Linked DNA regions of Mus musculus: region 2 is linked to region 1. The links are chromatin contacts, called in public Hi-C maps. All regions are on one chromosome and are shown on one strand. Each heading gives the region's core, a stretch centred on a gene start, on an enhancer-like site or on the middle of the called end of the contact. The rest is flanking DNA. Distances are from core to core; before and after follow the strand shown.

Region 1 (5,264 bases), core at 1,133-3,632:
CGAGCCCTGCGCTTCGCTGATGGCCCTGATGAAGTACACCAGCTGACAGTGGCTAAGATGGAACTGAAGAATCAGTCCAGGATGCAGGAACCAGCAGTGCCCAGAGTGTAGATGCTGAGTTTGGCATGGTCTGCTATGTGTGGTCCTCACATCCTATCCAGCAACTCAGTCTGGGACAGTTACTGTGACCTGAACCTCCTAGGGTCTTTTCAAGAAGATATTCTCTGGGGTCTCTTCAGAGACCTGCCTGCCTCTGCTTTCCACGTGCTGGAATTAAATACATTTGCAACTATATCCTGTTCTGAGCTAGATTTTTTCTTTTCTTTTTCTTTTTTTTCTTTTTTTTTTTTTTTTTTTTTTTTGGTTTTTTCGAGACTGGGTTTCTCTGTGTAGCCCTGGCAGGCAGCCCTGGAACTCACTTTGTAGACCAGGCTGGCCTCAAACTCAGAAATCCTCCTGCCTCTGCCTCCCGAGTGCTGGAATTAAAGGCATGCGCCACCATGCCCGGCCTGAGCCAGATTTTCTAAACAGGCTTATAGTCATGAGTATGTGTGTGCCTACCAAGGCCAGAAGAAGGTGTTAGATCCTCTGGAGCTGGGGTTCTAAGTGCCTGTGAATAGCCCAATGTGGGTCCTCGAACCTACCCTGGGTCTTCTGCAAGAGCAGCCAGTGCACTTAACTGCTGAGCTGCTCTTCTCTCCAGACACACACATGAAACGCTGCCCCTCAGAGCAGTTGACCTTCATCTCCTGAATCTCCTGCCTCCACCTCCCAAGTGTTAGCATTACAGATGTGACAGCATGCCCACTGGGGTAACCCTTTCCACGACAATTGAGGTGAACTAATATTCACTGGTCATTAACACATTTTGTTGGATGGGTCAACGTGTCAGGAAGTGGGATACAGTTGTAAGTGACTGAAGTGCCACCAAGTGAGGAAGTTCAAGGTGTATCAAGCACCCATTCCATCTTTGCTCGGTCATGAAGAGCAAGGAGAACGCAGGAGTAGGCAGAGGCAAGAAGGAAGCACCAGTCTACCTGCCTCTCCTTAGTCCTGAAGAAGCTGGCAGGTGCAGAGGGGCATGTGTGTAGGGGGCACTCAGGGGAGACGTGAAGGACGCCAGAAGCTCAAGGCTAGCTTTGCTTGCATGAGTGCCAGATCAGCTGGATTTATGTGGTGAGGGCTTGCTTTCCATCTTAGAGTCGTGATTTATAGTATCTGTCCACATGTGTGTGCTTGAGTATATTCTATACAACATGTGAAACAATACTTGTAGAAGCCAGAAGAGACCTTCAGATTCCTGGTTGTGAAGTAACACCCAGCTGTTCAGCCTGGGTGCTGGGAACCAAACCAGTGACTGCAAGTGCAGGAAATGCTCTACCTGCTGAGCACCTCCCTGGTCCCCTAGTTTGCTTTAGAAACGGGTCTCATGTAGACTAGGCTAGCCTCAAGCTTTCTATATAGTCAAGGATGACCTTGAATTTCGGGTCCTCAAGCCTCCAACTCCCTAAAACTAGGATGCACCATGTCTGGTTCAGGCAGTGCTAGGAATTCCACCCAGGGTATCCTTTTTGGGGCTAGCCTCGCTTCTATGCTAGGCAAGAATTCACCAACAGAACTACATCTCTGACCTGAGACCTTGCTTCCATTAAAACAACAGACAGACAGGGACTGAGAGTTTAGGGGTAGAACTGTACTTAGCAAGGAGAGAGGGAGAAAGAGACAGAAGAAAGGAGAGGAAAGGGAAGAGGACAGGAGGAGACAGAAAGAAACTAAAAGTAGAGCTAGAAATGGCTGCTGTCGTAGGCAGAGCAGCTGCCCAGGTGGACAGCGGCTTCCCGGCACCGATGCCTGTGCAGTAGCTGTGGCAGACACTGGACATGTACCTGAGTCTAGAAGAAATAAGTAAAACCACACTCTTGTGGCACACAGTGAGGACATGCTGACACTGCAAACCATCCAAGAAGACATCAAGTGTTCAGAGTGACTGAAGCTCCATCCAAAATCCAGTTGGGATAAAGGCTTGGACGACCGCCACACTTGGACGTGACCTCCTGTCTTTTCTGGCGTGAGATCAAGCTGTACCCCTGGCTGCCTTTAAACTCCCAATCTTCCGATCTTTAGCTCAAAGTACAGAATGATCGGTGTGGCCAGTCACCTGCTCGGAGTGGGCCCCGGTGGCCGGACGAGCCCACCGGTGGCAGCGCCGCCACCGCCTCAGCAGCGGCAGCCCCAAGTGGCCGAGTCACAACCTCCGCTTCCGTCTGTCGGCCGCCGTCTCTGACCCGCGGGGTCGCGCACGCGCACCCGCCGGCGGGAAGAGGCGTGGCCCAAGTCGCGCATGCGCTTTCGTCAGTCGCTTCTGCCCCCCCCCCCCCCCCTTGGCTGACCGTCTGGACAGTGTCCGAGGAGCGTGCGCAGTGCGCGCTGAGTCTTCTGGTTTGTTTTGCATCTGACTCCTCCATTTGTCCTCCCTAGTTTTCCCGCAGGGTTCACCGTGAATCAGAGGGTTCCTGGGTCTTCGACCTCAGGGTTGTAACTTTCTGCAGGTATGACGATGGGCTGGCTAGGAGCGCAGTGGCTTCACAGATAATCCACTGAGAGCCGAGCACTGCGGGGCTGCGTGGGATGATGATTTTGCGGACACAGAAAACAGCCCCAGAGCCGGGTGTGGTGGCGCACGCCTTTAATCCCAGCACTTGGGAGGCAGAGGCAGAGGCAGGCGAATTTCTGAGTTCGAGGCCAGCTGGTCTACAGAGTGAGTTCCAGGACAGCCAGGGCTATACAGAGAAACCCTGTCTCGAAAAAACTTAAAAAAAAAAAAAAAAAGAACAAGAAAAAAGAAAAGAAAACAGCCCCAGACAGGACAAGCTTTGGCACTCGTGCGATCCTGAGCTCTTAATGCATAACTGCACGGTTGAGAAATGAAACGATGTATAGAGACAGGGATACACTGGAAAGCCTAGAGGTCATGGTTAAAATTGGTTTTGTTGTTGATTCTGTTTGGTTTTATTTTGTTTGTTTTTATTGGTTTCTTCTCCCAGTCAGAGTTTCTCCAAGTACGCCTAACTGTCCTGGAACTCACTCTGTAGACCAGGCTGTCCTCGAACTCATAGATCTGCCTGCCTCTGCTTCCGGAGTTCTATACAGTCCTGCCCCACCACCTTCTGGCCATTGTTTAATTGTTTTGAGACAACGTCTGGTATAGCCCAAGATACTGAGAACCCTATATATTGGAGAAAAAATAAGCTGTGTTCTCTATGTATTGGAATCGGATGTCCTTGAACTTCTGACCCTCCTGCCTTTTCCACCTCGCCAGTGCCAGGGTTACAGACTTCTGCTGAAGGCTTTGTGCTTCACAAGATAGCAGGATAGAACTAACTCAAGATTGTCCTCTGTGCAGGTGCTATAGTGAGCACACACACTGAGGAATGCACTTCAGTGGTAGAATGCTTGGGTTATAGCTCTGAGTTCAGTGTCTAGTATAAACACACAAACACACATGACATAATCGACATAATGTCCAGTACACACACACACACACACGAGAGAGAGAGAGAGAGAGAGAGAGAGAGAGAGAGAAAGAAAGAGAGAGAGAAAAGCCAGGTAAGATTAGTGCGTATTTGGAGAAAAAAACATGACACGACAGGGCAGATAATATTGTGTACATGCTATAATGTAAGAGGTCCAGGAGAGGCCATGTATACAAATTGTACCTTTAACAGGAACATACAATATATAGAGGTGTTCACACTATTTCCTATGTAATATGTCTCATACCCTTTTAATGCTAGGGTTTCCCAACTTCTGTTCACATTTCACGTCCTGATACCACTTCTGGGTGCGTGTATGTGTGCCCATGAACCATAGACCACAGTAGTACTCTCAACTCATGATGACCACCAAAAAATTTGCATGGATCTAGCCAAATCACACCTCCCTCATGGAGAATAATGGGAATATATGAAAATGCACCATGCATCCACAGAGTGTAGATCATCTGACTGTGTCAGACACTAGTTTATGGTGCTGAGGTTGACCTAGAGTCTCCAACATGCTAAGCACAAGCCATTCTGCTGAGGCACACCCCCAAGTCAAGTGTTAGATAACCCTAAGTAGTGTGACACACACTAACTTGATAGCTCTACATTCTGTATCTTAGGCAATGGTAACCTGCCCCCACCTTTGCAATAGGTACTGTAATTGTCCCCGTTTTACAGAGGAAGAAGCTGAGGCTCAGAGAGGCTAACATATCTAGGACCTCACTGTCAGTGGATAGCAGAATCAGATTTGGAAACCAGTCAAACACAAGATCCCTTATGTCTTTACAACACCATGTCTGTAATATAAAACTATACACCATGTGGTCATTTATGAAATATGATCGAGGCAGGAAGCCTACATTAGTCTAACCTCATTCTGATTGACAAGGAGAAAACAAAGATGCTCTGTGGTATAGAAGATGCCAGTCCCAGGAAACTAGCATTGCTAACCAGAAGTGGACAAGGAGTCATCCTGGATCACAGCCACTCAAACATGTCCCTAGCTCTTCCCTCCCTGCACCCTCTCTCCCTTTCCTTGCTGGCTAGCCTGGGCTAGCTTGGACATTCAAGGCTGCCCTGCTTCTGCCTCTGCCTCTGCCTCTCATGTGCTAGGGATACAGCCATGCATCCTCAGGACTCCATGCTATTTTCTGATCTATCCAGTTTCTCATCCTTCAGGTCATTTAGCCTGAGGTGCTGTTCTGACTCTAGCACCGAGCCCCAAGAGATGGCTGTCTAAAAGACAACACAATCCTTGTCTTGTGGGGCTTACCATAGAAGCAGTTAGGAGAACAGTTCGTGTTTGTAGAGGTTAAATACTCCACTACAGTTATGAAAAAGGGCCATTGGGGGTGGGAGCCCACCACAAAACTGCCACAGTCAGCAATGGGGAAAAGAAATAAAATCTACAGAGAAGAGGGCAAGGCTGAGGTGTAACAGTGAGTAGAAATTCACCAGCCAGGTGAAGCAGGGGAACAGCTCTGGTCTGGTGGCACAGCAGGTGCCAAGGCCTGGAGAGAAGGGGGACAGACAGAGTGCTTGCCTAGTGTGCACAAAGGCCAGATTCCCCAGGGATACACAACACAGAAGTGGCAGCATAAGCCTGTAACCTCTGCCTCCGCATCAGGGTGTTGTCTTTCATAGACTTTGGCCTCGGCATGGAAAGACGAAAATTGAGAGAGGCTCATGAGTCTGGAGTTTGGGGTTTGTTTTGTTTTGTTT
Region 2 (5,264 bases), core at 842-3,341, 150 kb before region 1:
AACAGTAGAATGGAACTGCGCTCAGGATAAAGCTTTTTGCAGAGCATAAGATGTTGCTCATCTCCCAACCCCCCAGCAACTGGAAGCTACAAACAGCCCTAACTAGTCAGCCTCATTATTTCCTGCTAGCTTGACTCAAGCCCTATCCTACATCATCTGACAACTCTATCAACTATTGGTAAAAATTAAGTTGTGGAGCTGGAGAGACGGCCCTGCTCTTGCAGGATCCAGCTTTGGCTCTCAGCACCTATACTGGGAGACTCGTCAAGTCCAGGAGATCTGACCTCCTCTTCTGATTCCTGCAGACACCTGCACTCAGATCAAGATACACCTGAGCAAAACTTTTTTAAAACTTATTTCATGTATATAAGTACACTGTAGCTGTCTTCAGACACCCCAGAAGAGGGTGTCAGATCCCATTACAGATGGTTGGGAGCCACCACGTGGTTGCTGGGAATTGAACTCAGGACCTCTGGAAGAGCAGTCAGTGCTCTTAACTACTGAGCCACCTCTCCAGCCGGTAAATCAATTTTAAAAGGTTTACTGGGGTTGGGATCTGATGGCCTCTTCTGGTGTGTCTGAAGACAGCTATAGTGTACTCGTATTCATGAAATAAATTTATTCTTAAAAAAAAAAAAAAAGAGAGTGAGTCTGATTGAACAATCAATTGAATTTACTTGTGTATACCTTCAGAAAGAGGAGTGATTCCGATAATAATGGCAAACAAGTATTTGTTAGGATCCTGGGATCTCTTCAACTACAAGGAACCAAAACCACAGAAGTAGATTACAGGGCACTTAGAGTCATTCAGACTCATCTCTACACAAAAGCTGCAACAATGTTCAAAAACAAAATCCTGTTAACATGTTAATCACCAGTGTTGCAAAAGCAGGAATTTAAACACAAACTCAGTATAAAAAAACTAACATTCTAATTCAGGAAGTTAGAACTCAAAGCTGGGAGCTGAGCCCCCAAACTGGGAGGCTTGGGTAGGAGGTTCACTATTGTACAATACATACAATAAGATCCTACCTTAAAAAGAAAGAGGAAGGGAGAGAGAGAGGGAGAAGGAGGGCAGACAGACACAGACAGAAAAAGGAACATAGGAAAGGAAGACATTATCATGAAAGTTAAAAGCATAGAAGACTGTCTCACAACCACACAAATTATAATCCTTTTTTGGAGACAGAACTCTGTCAAATAAATAGTCTGGTACAACAGCCTATAACTCTATGATTATCCATCTTCAGACTTAGGGAATATAGATGTCTACCACAGCTGGCCTAAATGGACCTTTTCTTGTTTATGGGGGAGGTGTATAAAAATGTCAGCAGGTGTGGGATGAACCAAAAGCTCCTCTCAAAAGTGTTGTGGATAGCCCTGATGCTGTTTGTATTTTGATGTTAATTCAGCTTCCGCAAGAGGGCTTTTGGACAGGGACAGTGGGAGGACAAGATGTAGCTACAAGTGGCCCCCATTTAGATGGTGATTTATATTTAATATGGCTTACAAGATTAGGATTCTAGTTGTTGTGCCCAGCAACTGAATTAACTGTTGATCCTGAACTAAGTTTGTGTGGTCTTTTCCTTCACATGGCAACTCAACTGGGTTCCAGAAAGAAAGGTAGGGCTGCAAAGCATGGGTTTGCAAGAAGTGCACCCCAAAAGGCCATGGGAATTTGGAAGAGCGGGGCTGGCGTGGTAGTGACCCAGTGGGAACTTAGCGAGTCCTGTGGCAAGATTTCAGAGCTCCACGTCAGAGAGTTTGCCAAAGATGAGAACAAGGCCGGCTGGGACCAGCTGGAATATCATGGGTTGCATTTTTTAGTATTTCACGCCACACAAAGATACCACTGTGAGGGTTGGGGGCAGGGAGGGGAGAAGCGACCAAAAAAAAAAAAAAAACAAAACAAAACAAAACAAAAAAAAAAACCTACAAAAACCAACCCACAAACTTTTACCTACTGTTTTGTGTTCTGATCCTGAGCAAGACAAGATAGCAGCCTATTCAGGAGATAGCTATGGAGGAGTGAGTGGGCCAAAAGAATTCCCAGATCAGGCTCCTCTTGCTGTCTACACTGTAGGCTGCTAAGAGGGCATTTTTATTCAGCCTGCTTCATTTCCCCGACTACATACATAAAGAAAGGGAATTCACACACGGTAACTGAGTGCTCACATAGAATCAGGAGTGTGTTTTGGGTGTTTTTCCTCTCTCTAGACATAGGGTTTCTCTGTGTAGCTAGTAACTTGATCTGAGGACCAGGCTGGCCTTGAACCCAGAGATCCGACTGCCTCTTGCCTACTAAGTGTTGGTATTTATGGTATGTGCTACTACCATCCAGCTGAGTTTGTTCTTGAGATTGGAGCTCATTCTGAAACAGCCTAGAATGACCTCAAACTCAGCAGACCTAGACTAAGCTGTAACATATGGCAATTCTCCTGCCTCAGTGTGCCTGTGCCACCATGCCTGGTTAATTAAAAACAGCAAAGGGCAGAAGCTGAAGGAGGACCAGATTAAACAGAACAGACAGGAATCGGGGATGGCTGAGGGGCAGAATGCATGGCTGTCATGCACACGGCTCTATTTTCAAGCCCCCGCATCACAAGTATACACACTACACAGGCAAATGTAATGGCATACAAATGATCTCTCTTTTCTGTTACACAATACTGAAGTACACTGGGCATAACAGCACAATGTCTGCCATCCCCAGTATGTATCCGGTGAGGACAGGAGAAACGGAAGTTAAAAGACATGCTCAGCTACATAAAAACTTCCGAGTTAGCCCATGATAAGTAAGATCTTGTCCCCCAAACAAGCAAATCTTCAAGGGACTAGAGATGCCTCAAGCATTTTAACAGCAGCACATACTGCTCTTCCAGATAACCCAAACCCAATTCCCAACACCAATGTTGGATGGCCTACAACCATCTGTTAATGTAACTTATGGTCTACGTGGGCACTCATGAGCACGTGCACATACCACACATATATATAATTTAAAATAAAGCCAGGCAGTGGTGGGACATGATGTTAACCCGAGCACTCAGGAGATGGAGGCAAAGGCAGGCAAAATCTGAGTTTGATGCTAACCTGGTCTACGAAGCTAATTCTAGAACAGCCAAGGCCACAGAAACTGTTGTGGGATGTCTCCCTTGGCTTCTATGAATTACCATAAAAAATGCTATTTCATTTTTCCCAGCATGAACATGGGGGTGGGGGAGCCAGAGTGAAATCCTAGCTCCAGAATTTGGGATGGAAAGGCCTATCTCACTGAGGCCTCCAAATGTTAATTTTGAGATTCAAAATAGGAAACCAGTTCCACACTTTTGAGCCAAATGTATTCAAATACTGACCAGGAATGACTTTGGTCAGGATCTCTCCTTATAATTCCCAGTTGAGTGGCCCTGAGACATATGTTGTAGGAATTTTAAAGGACACACCCATATGGCCACCATACTTTTCCATCTGTACAATCCCCAGAATTCTAGGAAGTTACCTGGTCCTTGGGTGGGTGAGGTTTAATGGGTTAACTTTGGGGCTGGAGAGATGGCTTAGTGGTTAAGAGCACTGACTTGCTCTTCCAAAAGTCCTGAGTTCAATTCCCAGCAACCACATGGTGGCTCACAACCACCTGTAATGGGATCTGATGCCCTCTTCTGGTGTGTCTGAAGACAGGTACAGTATACTCGCATACATTAAATTAACCGATTAATTAATTCATTACATAAAAGAATCAAATACATCTTAAAAATAAAACAAAAACAACCAAGAAAAGAAACACAGGAGGGCAGGAGAAGAGAAGAGCAGTGTCGTGAGGAACATGATGGCTGTGGTCCTGTGTAAGCTGCTACACAAAATGTTGAAGGGTAATGTGCCTAGTGAGATACTGCTCTGCTGGAAACAAAACAAACAGGTTATATGGAAAACCCGATCTCTGCCACACATGTCACTGAAAACTTGCATCAAATGCATCAAGTCCCTAAGCACAACACACTGCATGCCAGAAACACACAGCTCTGTTCTGCATAACAGCACCTGTTTTGTCTGGGGGAAAAAGGCCAATAGCAAATACCATCCATTCTGAATGACTAAGCCCACTGAACATAACACATTTACTATTTGCCTGATTAAATGTCAGGAAACAGTTTGTTTTACACACTGTAGAGATCATCATCAACCATAACCACAAAATGCAAGGCGCTGGGGAGTCCCATCAGAGACCAGAGTTGTTTCTTCAACTGAAGACTTTAAAGCAGAGAAACAGAAAGAACTAAGGTATCAAAATAAAACCAAGCTAGCCCCAGGCTATCTCTGACTCTCTCACTGAGGCCAGGTGGGACAGGAAGCCAGGCCTCTCTGGGAACAACACTGAGTCCCAGCTCATCTTTAAAGATCTTTGCACTAAAGGAAACTGAATGGCTACCTGGACTCACTAGCAGATAGAGACATCACCCTAACAAATACTGTGGACACCAATGTGTCAAAACTTTCTGTGGAGCAGGACAGGCACCACAGCAAATAGCAGAAACGAAGAGCCACCCCCAAATACCAAGTATAAACAGAAAGTCAAGACAACAAACTTCCAACCATAATATAACAGGATGCTACACTTTCAGAGAATCACATCTAACTGCCTCCAGAACACTGACACCTACAGGGGATGTCTAACCCACCCGTTGGTGGCTGCCAAAGGGTCATTTCCCCAGCATGCTCTAGAAGGGGTTGCATATGAATGATCTTGAGGGGATCTTGTAATCCTAGGACTCCAAACAAAGAAGCAGCTAGGCTACTTTCATGCATTCCTTCACAGTGGATGCACTGAATGCACGGTTGTAGTTTAAAGGCCACCCCCACAACATATATACACACACACACACACACACACACACACATATATATATATATATATATATATATATATATATATATATATATATATACACACACAAAGGAAAAGTCAAAGAGCTCAAATCGCTAGGCACACTTTACTTATGCTAGAATGCTTCTCAGTAAAGAAAGAATTACATGTACTGAGCCTATTACTTGTCAAATCTAACGCTTTAGAGTTTTTATTGTCTAAAGTGTATTATGGGGAAGGAGAGATGGCTCAGCAGTTAGGAGCATGCACTGTTCTTGCAGAGGATGTGGGTTTGAGTCCCATCACTCATGGGGCAGCTCACAATCTTATGTTAACTCCAGTTAGGGGATCTAACCCCCTCTGCTGGCCTCTATGGGTACTAGCCATGCACATGCTGTATATA

Evidence for each region. Hi-C and Micro-C count contacts between places; a contact is called where the count stands out from the background.
Region 2: a contact with region 1 is called in a Hi-C map of muscle stem cells, with 2.0 times the contacts expected there. The contact joins the enhancer-like site here to the promoter of Acad12 in region 1. A contact is called at or near these places in 2 of 484 Hi-C or Micro-C datasets (cerebellum and muscle stem cells) and 3 of 9 other capture datasets (adipose tissue, liver and pancreatic islet).

Annotation. Positions count from the first base shown.
Region 1 is chr5:121,616,056-121,621,319 of GRCm38.p6, reverse strand. It overlaps Acad12 (acyl-Coenzyme A dehydrogenase family, member 12), which reads left to right and starts at 2,382. Exons shown (of 11, transcript NM_178799.3): 1 at 2,382-2,549. Acad10 (acyl-Coenzyme A dehydrogenase family, member 10) reads left to right here. Exons shown (of 21, transcript NM_028037.4): 21 at 1-291. The coding sequence ends at 111.
Region 2 is chr5:121,766,523-121,771,786 of GRCm38.p6, reverse strand. The region is part of intron 5 of Atxn2 (ataxin 2); the gene reads right to left. Among named protein-coding and RNA genes, the nearest start is that of Mir7031, 50 kb to the left of the region's middle. Within about 2 kb of position 2,091, at least 6 of the 459 cell types and tissues checked have an H3K27ac peak or open chromatin away from gene starts, as enhancers often do. A contact at or near this core is called in muscle stem cells, where this site is marked.